2 separate regions of the Sus scrofa genome follow, and region 1 is linked to region 2. Evidence: chromatin contacts called from public Hi-C data. All regions are on one chromosome and are shown on one strand. The core of a region is the stretch at or near the end of the contact, and the rest is flanking DNA. Distances in the headings are between cores, read along the strand shown. Region 1 holds the start of SIM1 (single-minded family bHLH transcription factor 1). Region 2 holds the start of PRDM13 (PR domain zinc finger protein 13).

Region 1 (6,158 bases), core at 298-2,797, 750 kb before region 2:
GGGAACGGCAGCGGCTGCGGGGCAGCGCAGACACCGGTGCCCTGGTCTCATTAGGAGCGCCGCGGCCACGCGGGTAAGCAAGCAGATAGCTAGGAGCTCCGGAGGGCGGGATGGGGGGGAGGAGCGGGGCTTGCTCGCGTCACTCAGCCTGGTCAGCCAATGAGCGTGATGCCCCGGGACGCGCCAGGCCAATGGAAAGCAAGGAGGTTTGTGAGTGGCATCAAGGGAGGGCGGGAGAGAAGAAGCCCGGGAGTGAAGTTGAAGCTAAACCCCATAAGCCATAAAGAAGTTACAGGGGGGCGCTTTTGGCTTCCAATTAGGGATAATATTGGCTTCGTAGCAACTACCAAGGAGGAGGACTCTAGAACCACCTCAGCCGTCCCAAAGCCAACACCCTCCTCCTTCTCCCACGCACCCCTCCCCCAATTCATGACCAAGAAAAGAAAAGACAGTCAAGGCGCGCTCTGCTCCTCTCTGCGGGTGGGAAGCAGAGAGGCCCGCGGAGTGGCTTAGTTGGACGGTAGGCATGAGTACAGTTAAAAGGTGGGCGCCTCCGCACGCCTTGCCGCCAGCGGGGACTGAAGGTAGGTGAAGCGGAAGACGCCCTGCGCCCGCCCGGCGGCGCCCGCCCGGCGGCGCCCGCAGCTCTACGGCGGAGGGGTGAGGCCGGGCGCCTCCCACCCCGCGGTGCCTGTGAGGGGCTGTTGTGAATGTGCCACCTGTTAACCTGGCGCTGCCGTGCCCCGCGTGTTGCCGCCCCTGCTGGGCAAGGAGAGCGCGGGGTCGCCTCCTCGGCAGTCCCGAGGGACTTGATGTGTAAGTGCCACTTTTGAGGAATGTCCGAGACTTGAGACCCAAGTTAAAGAGCCAAGTTCCCGACCTGCCAAAGTGGGGGGACAGAAAGGCGCCCGAGCGCTCTGGAGGAATTCTGATTTGCGGAAACCTGCTTTCCTGGGATGTGCGCCTGGCCTGGGCGCGGGCACGGGGACCCGCGGCCGAGGGGGCTCCCGAGGGTCTTCCAAAATCTGCGTTTGGTTGTTTGGGCAACTTCCCAGGGGGCCGGAGAATGTGTCTGGCAGGGGTGAGAGAATGCGAGCAGTATTTACAGGGGGTTCAGTCTCGCTGCTGATTTCTCCATATCTTAGCAAAACCAACCAACCAACCAAAACACCAAGCCTGGCGAGGAAAGCCGAGGCGCGCTGAGGCCCTTCCCGGCCATTTTTTCGGAATTCGGGAAAGCGCGTGAGTGATTGTGGAGCTGCAGATCTCTTACGCTCTGATGTTGTCTTCACAGTGGCCTGAAAGAGCTGTCCGGCATTCCTGTTCTTCCCAAAGGGCCGCTTCAAAGGCCGTGGGACTGAGAGCAAACGTCGGGGATTATTATGTCGATTTCCCGAGGACCCGGGTTCGCCGCGAGGAACCGAAGAACAGGCTGGCTGTTCCGGCGTCCCGCCAACATTTGATACCCAGCGAAGCCTAGGATTGCCCGAATTGCCGTGGATCTGCAACTTTCCTCTACTCGCATCCCAGATTTTTAAAGAAAGTATTTTCTGGTCGCCGAGTTGGTCTTTTACCACCATCAGAACACTGAAGCAAAGACTTCAGTCTCACCAGAGTATGCTTTATGTTTTTGCCAAGTGTGATCTCTAATTGAAAATTTATTTTTGGTTTTGGATGAATCTGTGGAATTTATGTTGTAAGAAGAAAGGGGGAACGAGACACGATGAAAGAGAAGTCCAAAAATGCTGCCCGGACTAGGAGGGAGAAGGAAAACAGTGAATTTTATGAACTGGCTAAATTACTGCCTTTGCCCTCGGCTATCACCTCGCAGCTGGACAAAGCATCCATAATCAGACTCACCACCAGCTATCTCAAAATGAGAGTAGTGTTCCCAGAAGGTAAGTGACTTTGCCCAGATGGAATTTCAAAGGCAGAAGGGGTACAGGATTTGCCAGTGAATGAACCTACACCACTGGGCAGAGAATTACATTCACATTTAACATGCACACTCTCTGCAAAGAGAAGTTTAGCATGGCTGCCTAACTAAGGAGCTCTCTGGATTTAGAATTTCTGTTGCCTTTTCCTGGCTCTTTCTACTTCCCCATTAACACTTTCTCTTCAGTCCATCAGATGTGTTTGATTGGGAAGCAGCCCAACAGTGCTATTGTCAACACTTAGATATAAAGCTCAAATGAAAGTATACTAACTAATCCAAACATGACTTTCTTTTTTTATTACTTTTGTTAGAATTGTATTTAGCTTAAAGCAGGAACACCTCCAGATTCTTGTATTTTTCTTTTGTCTAGATAAACCCATGTACATGAAGCTAGCTAAGCCAGATATTTTCTTTATATGTCAGTAATTCTGCAGATGAGGAACAGGCATATCCATGAACAAATATGTCCTAAATTTACCTAGTCCTTTTACTACTTTTTAGTAAATTTATTCTGAGTTTTTGAGGTGTTTACAGATTCTGAAACTAAATCTGGGGCTTGGTGATTTGCAACTCTGGGCTTAATCCTAAGATTGAATTAAAATGACTAGACCACTTAGAAACTATCTTCTATGTAGTAGGTTGGCAAACAGATCTCTAGGGATATTGTCTTCTTATAAGGCCTAGAAATTAGAATAGCTGAGATGTTGACATGATTTAAAATGTATGTTTAGATTGTCAAGATTCACATGTGAGAACAGAGTAGCCTTCATAGAAAGCTGTCCTGTATAAAACAATTTATATTCACTAGGAGGATTCTTCTCTCTTCTATCTCCTTATTCTTTCCTTTACCCACATTTAAATAATATACACAGATTAAAAATATATTTTAGATATGTCTTTGTTGGGGAAGGGAATTTGGAGATGTAAAGGAGAGAATACTAAACAAACAAAAATCCAAGAGAAAGAACCCTGTTTGTGTACAAACAAGAACCTCTTATTTGACCCGGAGAGGTTTGTGTTATTGTTGATTTTGGAAGTTGGGAGTTTGTTGTTTCCTTTTGAGGAAATAGGGGGAAGGAAATAATCATTATGGGGCTTTGAGTTTCACTTTTTCTTCATCTTGACTGAAAGTTATTGTCTAAATCAAAATCTTGCAAAACATGCCTCCAAATTAGCCAGGGCCACTAAAAGAAAACTTTGAAATTATAATTCAAAACTACAAATAGTGTTGTAGTCATTTTGTCTAAAAGCAGGTCCCTGAACAATCTCATCTGACCCTGGAAACCACGGAGGAGAGGAATCAAAACCTAATGTACCTGAAAAGTTTAAAAAAAAAAAAAAAGAAAAGAAAAGAAAGAAAGGAAAAGGGGGGGGAAAGGAGGAACTTATATATTAAAAACCTCATTTCCTATTTAAACTGTGCTAGGAATTGCTGGTGGGGAAATTACTCTTAATGCTACATTGCCTTCTGTTTAAAAAAGAGATCTCGTTGTCTTTATACTGTCAGCGCCTACTTTATATAAATAAAGCTATTGTGAACTTCGCTGGCCGCTCTGTTCCTAACAGGATTATTAGCAGTGATTTGTCAGCCCCTGCGGTCTCAGTGGGTTCCCTTTCTGCGTGATTTCTAACGGGTCTCGTCAATTATCGGTGCCGATGTCGCTCGCTGTTTGATCAGGAGAAGCATATGTGCTGCTTGTGAGGCAGCGAGTAATCGCGGAGGAAAAGAAAAGCGGGTCGGAGTTCCCGGGCAGGAGCAGAGGGGGACCCAGAACACGGGGAGTCGCTGGGCCAGGGGCTCCTCTGTGTAGTGCAGACCCCGGGTAGGCGCAGCTGGAGGGAATCAAGTTGGGTTTGGTTGTTTGGGTTTTGTTTTTAAGAGAGTAAGCTTTCTTGCTTAATTAAGGGCTAACTCCACAAATTATACATCGCATGACAAATAAATAGGACGAGCAAAAAGTAAACTCTCTTAGCCAACTTCTCGTTATTTTAAAAAAAGAGCGCTGGTAAGATTCCTGCCAGAGTCCCCTTGGTGGCCAGGCCTGTCCCCTGTGGCTACTTTAAAGGTGACTGTGCTTTCTTCAGCCACATTCACCTTCCTTTCCGGCTCTGGGCCCCGGGCCCCTCCTTCCTCTCCCTTCCTTTGTGGACAGAGTGTGAGTTTATGGGGAGGAGGGGGTGGACGATGTGTGAACTCTGGGCACATCATTTATTTCTCCAGCTACTGTTGAGCTCATAACTCACCCTCAGCCTCCTCCACTGGGTGAGTTAGACAGGGCCATCCGGACAGCTGGTTCCTAGGGATGAGGTTTTAATTTTGAGGACATATTAGCCTCAAAAGTCCCAAACTCAGATACACCCCTTTAAAATATTAAAGAACTACAGCAACAAACAATAAAACCAACAGCGTCAAAGGAGTGAAATAATCAACAGCCTCAGAACCAGGCACAACCTGCAGAGGGTGCCAAATTTGGGTTCAGCTATTGACTGAAGGCAGAGGGAAGAACTTGATTGGGTCCATAGCTGTTTGGGGAAACTGCGGGTCATCTTTTTTAGTGATGAGAAATGGAAAGAATTTGTTTGAAAATGAAGTTCTTTTTACATCCATCTTGACACCATCTTAGCACATAGTATGTCTTCAATAAAATTTTAGGGTTGGGATGAAGGTAACTATTTCATCATGGGGGAAGATTTCTATCACATGTAAAATATGGATTTTGCTAGGCATACAACTAAAATAATTCTCAATCTGGTGATCTTAATTACAGGCATTACAATGACTGTAAAACTTCACTGGTTTTGCTCATATTCCATTTTATCTATAATACCCAGTAATGCCAAAAGTCTTACTTAAATCAACAAACAGAAATCCCTTCATACTTACATTTGAAACAAATTTAAAAATCCTTAAAATATAGCTAATTCCCTCCCTTATCATTTGCTGAATACAATTCCCACTCCCCTCCCCAGGGTCTAGTAGATTCCTTGTCTGGGAGCAAACTTCAGCTTTTATTTATCTGAGTAGATAAAATTGAGCTGTTAGGGGGCAATTGAGAAAGAGAACAGAGGACTAGGATATGGGTGCCGGTAATAATTAAGAATTAAGCATTAGATTGGAGATTTCATAGTAAAAAACAAAACTCTGGGATGATTACTGTGAAATCATTAAAACCTCATATCTCCCAACTGGTAATATATTCTAATATAAAATACCTCTGCAAAGGAAAAATTGAGGCATCTAGATATGTATAAGTCTTTGGTGTTATCAAAACCAGAAAAGCAGAATTTTTTTAAAAAAAGATATAACATTATTTGTTAACAAAATTGATAAAATTCAACAAAAATATGTATTTGTTATTCAACTCTAATATAGTTTTGACTGGAGGGGTAGTGGCTTGCAGAATAACCTTTGAAAAGATCAGATGTTTCCAAATCTATATCCATTCAGAATCTTGATAACATCACTACCATTTCATTGTCAAGATGTCTTGTGAAAATAAAAATTTAATGACAGAACTGAAATTAGTAACTGCAGGAAGGAGAGCCTCTACCAAGGCTGAAAGGAAAGGATGATTAAACCAACCTCCACAGACCCTTTCCATAATATTCACCTCAAGATTGAAATCCTTAATCACCTTTTATTTTTTGAGGCCAGGAACTGAAAGAGAAAAAGAGGCCCCATTTCCCACGTGGATAGGTGATTTAAGGCTGTTTTTCTTGCTGCTTGGGGAAATGATTGAGCATTAGGTTTCCATGTTTATTTTCTTACAGAAGTTTTTCTCATTTAAAAGCCTTTAAGCATAGTTTTACGCTCCACGCTGGTTTTCTCTGTTTAATTCTAGTTTTGATGTTGACTTAAAATGTAGAGTGCAGAACTAAACTCCGTGCAGAGCATTTGCAAGGCAGATTTATGTGCTAGAAATTGTAGATCACATCAATGAAAAGGGTACTTTAAAAAAAAGGGGGGGGAGTAATCACTAATGAGAACAATAACAAAAAAACAACTACAACAACAAAGTGTTATAAGCTATGGCAGAATACTTTTGGGCAGAGTACAATCGGCCATCTGAAGCTAAAATCAGGTTGAATTTCCCGAGGACAAATCTGATTTCTAGGCGTTATTTTTCAATTCTAGGGAAATCTTGGCAGCTTCGAGATTTTGCAGACACAAATGTGGACAGAGTTCCAGCCTATGGATTCGTGCCTCAGTTCTCTGTATGTT
Region 2 (6,375 bases), core at 3,265-5,764:
GAACAGGAAGCTTGCAATTGGGTTTCTTTTAAAATGTATGGCTGATTGATAGTACTGAAGGGGAAAATGTGAGAAAGAAGTTAGTTGAGCTACAAGGAAGTATCCAAAGTAAATTTTCATTAAATGTAATGGAAAAGTTAAATATTTCCTCCTTGCACACAAGCAGCTTAAATTTCTAAAACAGTACTATAGAAACAAGGTGGGGGGTGGATTTCAGATCTTTATCCCTCCAAGTACTTTACTTGTGCATTTGCATAAAGCAAGTAGTCCTCTCAGATAACTAAGGTGGAATTTCAAGTGAGGGGCAATTTAGTCCAGCTGAAGCCACGGGATTACCAAAAGAAAAAAAAGAGGGAAAGGATTTGTCTATGTGCCCTATCCTAACTGTTTATGGAATACTGAGATTAAAATCATCTCAATATTTCTGTTACCTTGTATTGAACAACCATGTAAAAGAAATCTTGAGAAAAAGAAAGAAGGGCCTTTCTGAGTTCTCTTGGTGTGTATATTGATTTAATATCTTAAATAACCTTCTTTCTCCTAAGTTCAGAACCTTCCTCTCATCACCCCCTTTTAAAGAGAACATTTTCGGAAGCTGCCCCAGAATGACTCAGCTCAGTGCAAAGCCAAGTAAGCTTTGATCCAAAAACAAAGGGTCAGTATTTTCCCTAATCTTACTATGGAATTGAAACTCACTAGGGATAGTCAATGTTGGAAGAATAGCAGCCATCCCTACTTATTTCTTCCTCTTTTCAAAGTTTAAGCAAATACGTGTTTTCCGTTTAACTATATTTGTTTTTTAGTTTATCCTAACCAACTGACATGGTATCTGGACTCCAAAATTCAGCTTATGCCAAAAGTATCATACATACCTTATAAGTGATTTTTGCCTCTTCTCCTGCATATAAGTCTAAAGTGATCAAGATTTCAAGCATCTCAAAGCTTGGGAAGTCAGGGTTCAAAATAACCCACACATTCCCCGAAAGGAAAATGGTGTCTCTTTTGATATTTGTGACCATGTGATGTTTATAAGCTCCATTGACTGAACTGAAAACATAAGGGCAACCACTCAAACAAGTTGCTTTGATACTATTTGAGAACATCTAAGGAAGGGTGTTCTGTGTAGAAATTCCTGGTTCCCAAAGGCCGGTCATCCTTGGAATTGTTCTGTGATAGCAAATTTGAGAGTTCTCCACTGTGGGGCTTTTGTTATGTTGCTCTTTACTGGAAGAAGTTGACAGAATGTAATGTGATGCAAGGAGCAAACTAGGATAATTACTTACGAACTCTGTACATTCAAATCTACCCACAAATTCAGAGAACTACTCAACAGAAGATAGTGATACTGTGAAGTGAACTGATTCATCATTTTGAATAAACTTCATCCTCTCTTATTCATTAAGTGTTTTAAAATTCCCATACTTCATTTCTTCAACACAATTTCTAGAGAAATGAGACTGAGCAGGCAGTTCAGGAGAACATGTTAAAATATTTCACAGCATTCATGAGGTTGACTTTATAACTGTGTCTTTAGGAGAAATTACAAACTAAAACAACTGACATAGAAAAGAGAAAGTCATGGAAGCAGTGCACATTAATGAGAGACTCAAGATGGTAACTATTTTAGCTCCTCCCAGCTTTTTTCCACAGGAAGTGTTCCTCAGTGTTCTAGGGAAGGTTTGAAAATGTTTTTCTCTTTAGTTCCTGCACCTTAATTTGCATAAATCCGCTCTGGGCTTTGGAAGGGATCAAATAAATCTGAGAAGAAACTGGGATACATCCCAGTTTCAATTTAAGTAGGGAGGGGGAAATGAATAAATACCATTTAAATGGTAGGGCCTCAGTACCTGCCAACTGACCAGCTGTAAGCACCGTAATGAATCTAAAGTGCTGTAGAAGTACATTACTCTTCTCCAAACCAGTGAAGAGATGCCCCTCCAGTTTCTAAAAGCATTCCAGGTTTGAGTTACACTTTTTGGAGCTTATGATGTGGTTTCTCTAGTAACATGTTTTGGGCATCTTTATTGATTCTTAAGTGAGTAAGAAACTATTTCTTTGGGCATGCAATTGGAAAGGATGACCCCCATGAAATTCATGAAGTGTATTTTTTTCCCTACCACCCTCAAGCCAGATTATGATTGTCTGTTGTTATCATTTACTGTTTATTTCAAGTAGTGGTGACGTAGTCTCTGCCTAATCCGACAGGGAGCGTGAATTCAGTTTTACACAACGCAAGAAAAAGGCCCTCCAAGTCTGGGGACTCGCCCAAAGACCAGAGGAAGGCTGGACCTTCGCCCAGCCGCCCTGTCCAGGAGGCCTTCTCAGAGGCGGTACCTTTCTCGTCGTGCGTCGGAGTTGCAATCGTGGGGATGTCAAACCACTGCGCCAAGGAGTTGGAATACCACACAGTCAACTCCTCCCCCGGCTGGACGTCTCGAAGTGCTCGGTAGAAGATCTGAGACCAAGGAACAGGACAGCTTGCTGTCATTTCCTGGGTAATCAGTCAAAAAACAACTGAGAGGAAAGATTCGATTCCTGCTCTGAAACTGTGTGACGCTGGAAAAGCTATCGGGCCTCTCTGGATCTCCAAAGGAGAAAAATAATAGTAGCTACCTTATAGGGTTTGGGGACTTTTAAATGAGACCTCTAGCTAAAGTGCTTTGCTTTTGATATTGGTGGCCGCCTCAATGCCAGTTTGGTAGGTAGAATTGGGGGGGGGGAGCCCACAGTACCTGTCCTCCGGGTAAATCTGCAATAGCTTCGAGAGTCTGTTCCTGGGGGTTCCTGGCTGCCCGGATTAACCCTATCCACTCCAGGGGGGAGCCCCCGGACTCGTCCACCAGCTCCCCTCTCACCATGCGCACCTGCAACACAAGCAGTGGTCGTTCTCCCCCACGCCACGACCAGGCCCACAACCGAGAGGGAAAGCGTAGCTTCCACCCCACCCGACTCACAAAAATGGTCGTGTTCGCTTTGGCCAGATCGCTGTGGGCTGCTGGGGGGGGGGGGTAAGTCCTTATGACCCTTGCTTGGGGGAGGGAGGAAGAGGAGAGGCTGGCACGTATAACAGTCCCCCCGTCTTGTCTAACTGCGACAAGAAGGGCAGTGAAAGCATCCTCCCCAGCGCCAGCGCGCAACTCGTACCAAGACGTTCCCTGCCCCCCACCTCAGCTTTCCCTCTCGGGACTCTGAAAGCAGCCCCGATACCAGGACAGAGACATTACGAAGTCAGTCCGAGAACGCAGGGTGTCCCGCACCCGCTCTTTCCTACCCATTCTTGCGACACCAAGACGATGTGCGGAGGTGCCCGTGAGCCCCGCGGCGAAAGTGTCTGAACAAAGCGGCCTCTGGCCGACCGGCCATTTAAAAGCAATTAGAGCGCGTTTACAGAAGGAGGCGTGGTGCGCGGCGAGCTGGGCTTTAGTCCGCAAGGGAAGGGGACGATTCCGTGATGAGCCAGATGCAGGTCCCGCCGGCGGGGCCTCCAGAGCATTCCGTACTAGAACGCTCCAAGCTAAAGGTCCTCTTCCCATTCCCCCCCTCTCCCAGCCACCGGACTTCATTCCCGGTGCGGGTTGACCGACCTTCGCCCGCTGGGATGCCTCAGGGAAGGCGGGGGCCTGTCAGAACCTTTCTCTGGTCAAGGGTCGAGATGCTGTTTGGGGAGTTGGAGCTGACGGGTTGGCCCCGACGCCTCCCAGCTGCGATCCTGGCCCCTCCGAGCCCGGCCGCAGGCGCCCCTCCCCGGCACCCCACGCGGGTGGGCTCTCCTCGCCCCGAAGCCCGCGTCAGAGCCACCACCTGGCGCGACCTCTCTCCACTCATCCCAAATCTGCAAGCAGACACCGCGGAAAGAAACACCTGGGGAGGTTCTAGGAACTAAGAGTTTCCTAAGGATAATTTTTTCAGAGGCGATGATATTAAATTATTTGAAGGTAAATTTAAGCCTCAAGTTAGTTTATTGGGGGGCAGAGGTAAAAAAAAAAAATCCTCAACGCCTTTGCGTTGTATAACAGAGAAAAAGTATATTTGCCAAGAGAGATGGGAAGGGGTATGGAGGTCCACCTCTGGGAAGGAGACACCAGCGCTGTGAGGAAAACGCCGGGTTCGGAGTGATCCTGGCACATAAAGAGACCCATGCACCCTACCCAGAGGCTGTCCCCCTCAGCCACATCCTCTCCCCTAGCCCGGCCCATGCCCAGCTCTCTGTTAATGCGATTTGTGAGGAATGATCGGAATCCCCTTGCACCTGGCACAACTGTCAGGTAACGGTAATCACCCTTCCCCTCCCCTAGCCCTATTTACCCTTTTCCTGGGCCGGGGCAAAGGGGAGGCGAAAGGCAGAGGGCTGAGGTCGGAATAGCTAATACCTTTTTCTTGGGCCCAGGTTCCCTGCGGTCTGACAGGTACTTGCCCAGCTTGAAGGTCCCGGGCACCGGCCCGAGGCGCAGGCCGGCCGGGATGCAGCAATCGGCACTCACGCTGGTGGCCTGAGCGCGGGCGGCTCCGTGCATTGCTGCCGCCGCCGCCAGGCAGGCGTTCGGGCGTACCGGAGCCTCCGCGGGGCGCGAGTGACGGATCCCGAGCCGCCCGAGAACCCGCTAGCCGCGCCCCGACGTGCGTCCTCCGCCCGCGGAGTGACGCGGCAGGGCATGCACTGCGCCTTTTCAATCTGGGCGGGCGCCTTTTGGCACGGTGAACGCAAGGGCGCGGAGTTTGGTGAGAGAGTTGCGCTGTGGAGCAGCTGCAGAGTCCCACCCGAGAGGGTCACATGGAGTGGTTCCCTCAGCCCCCTGCATAATCGAGGCCTCTGAATGGCTGGCGCACAATGGTCCAGGCGACCTTCCCATTCCTAAAAATCCAATTTGTCAAGGGCGAAGAAAAGGCGCTGGTGAATCAAAGGTCCGGCGGGACCATTAATCCTCAGCATGGGGTATTGTCCTCGAGACAGTTACGATATTTTAAGTGACAAATCCACTGTATAATTTCTCCATAAATTTTACTTCCTTTTATTGTTCACCGACAAACCAGTTTTGGGAAATAAGTGACTACTTTAAGTCTACTTGGCTGATTCCTTTGAGCCTTGGTCTACTTCAAAGATTTTTAATTCTCTCCCCTTGGCTTTATTGTAAAGGACATTAAACAAAGAGATGGGGACTGTTTGGAGGACTTGTTAACTTCTATTGATTTCTGGCGTGTGCCATACAGAAATTAGGCAGGTACTTGATGGGAAAACACCAGAAAATACCTACACTTTTTAAATAACGACCATATTACCATTTCAGGGGATTGGGTTCAGGCCAGTCGTCTATTTAGAACCGCTTTATCGTTCCTTCTGTCCAATTTCTCCACGAAATATGAAGGGTGGGGACCAGTTTGGGGAGACGAGGTCAGCTGTGCATCTCTGCTCCCGGGTGCACCCCCGGCCCGCACTTTATCTGGAGAATGGGAAGCGGCCGCAGGGCCGAGCCTTGCGGGGGGGATCGCGTGCCCTGACCGCACTGGAGGATTGAAGAGGGGGTCTGCCTTTGGGTTTTAAGCACATCTCCCCACAGGCCAACCAGCCGACTCAAGTCATAATTTGCCTTTAAGTTTAAAACGAGGAAGAATTCCTTGGGGCTAATTTCCCAATAACCAAAAAAAAAAAAAAGTTTTTTTTTTTAAAGCACTTTAACAAAAGTCACAGAAGAGAGGGCAGGGTGGGTGCTGATAACTCCTGATAACTCCTTCCTTTAGCCCAGCTCATAAGCTGGGAGACTGGGTACTTCGTAGTTAAACCAGAATGCTCCTCATTTTCTTCTAGGGGATACCTCTGATTTCATGTGAGGACATTTATTTTCATAAGATAGCCGAGTGATCGAGTTTATTAGATATTTGTGACAATTCTGCTTGCACCTGCCATGCGCTGCTCGACCCGAGCGCTGCTACCCAAATCTTACTGACCAGTATTTCAAGAGAGGCTTGAGTGGCTCCGGGTTCGGGTCTGGTGTTGGAGGCCCAACCAGCAGGACTCCCTGCTACAGACACGCCACAATCTCCACCCACCTCTGCCCCTGGGCCTTGCGGTTCTTTGGCCGCTGGCAGGGATGACACTGATTAATGACAGAAACAATACGCAAGGTGGCGACACCTGTAATTTAGATTGTCCCACAAGGCCCGCAGAGAAGCTCCTGTGGTACCCTTCGATGGAGACCTGCGTTGGAAATACTGGACAATGTCAGGAGACTCAACGTCGTTCAGTCAGCTCTGTCACTCAAGAGTCGGAGCATCTTTGGGTATTACTTCAGAGCCTCAATCTCCTAATCCGTGAAATGGGAATGGTGATGCAGATTCTTGGCATCCACCCCGCTGTTCACTAGGATTTGTGTGAAGGTC

The links. Hi-C and Micro-C count contacts between places; a contact is called where the count stands out from the background.
Region 1: a Hi-C map of brain shows a contact between it and region 2, with 10 times the contacts expected there. The contact joins the promoter of SIM1 here to the promoter of PRDM13 in region 2. A contact is called at or near these places in 6 of 47 Hi-C or Micro-C datasets (brain, embryonic fibroblasts, epiblast stem cells and 3 more).

The regions. Positions count from the first base shown.
Region 1 is chr1:67,288,525-67,294,682 of Sscrofa11.1, reverse strand. SIM1 (single-minded family bHLH transcription factor 1) reads left to right here and starts at 1,547. Exons shown (of 11, transcript NM_001172585.2): 1 at 1,547-1,898. The coding sequence starts at 1,724.
Region 2 is chr1:66,537,200-66,543,574 of Sscrofa11.1, reverse strand. PRDM13 (PR domain zinc finger protein 13) reads right to left here and starts at 4,514. Exons shown (of 4, transcript XM_021074969.1): 1 at 4,371-4,514; 2 at 2,733-2,864; 3 at 2,335-2,455. The coding sequence starts at 4,514.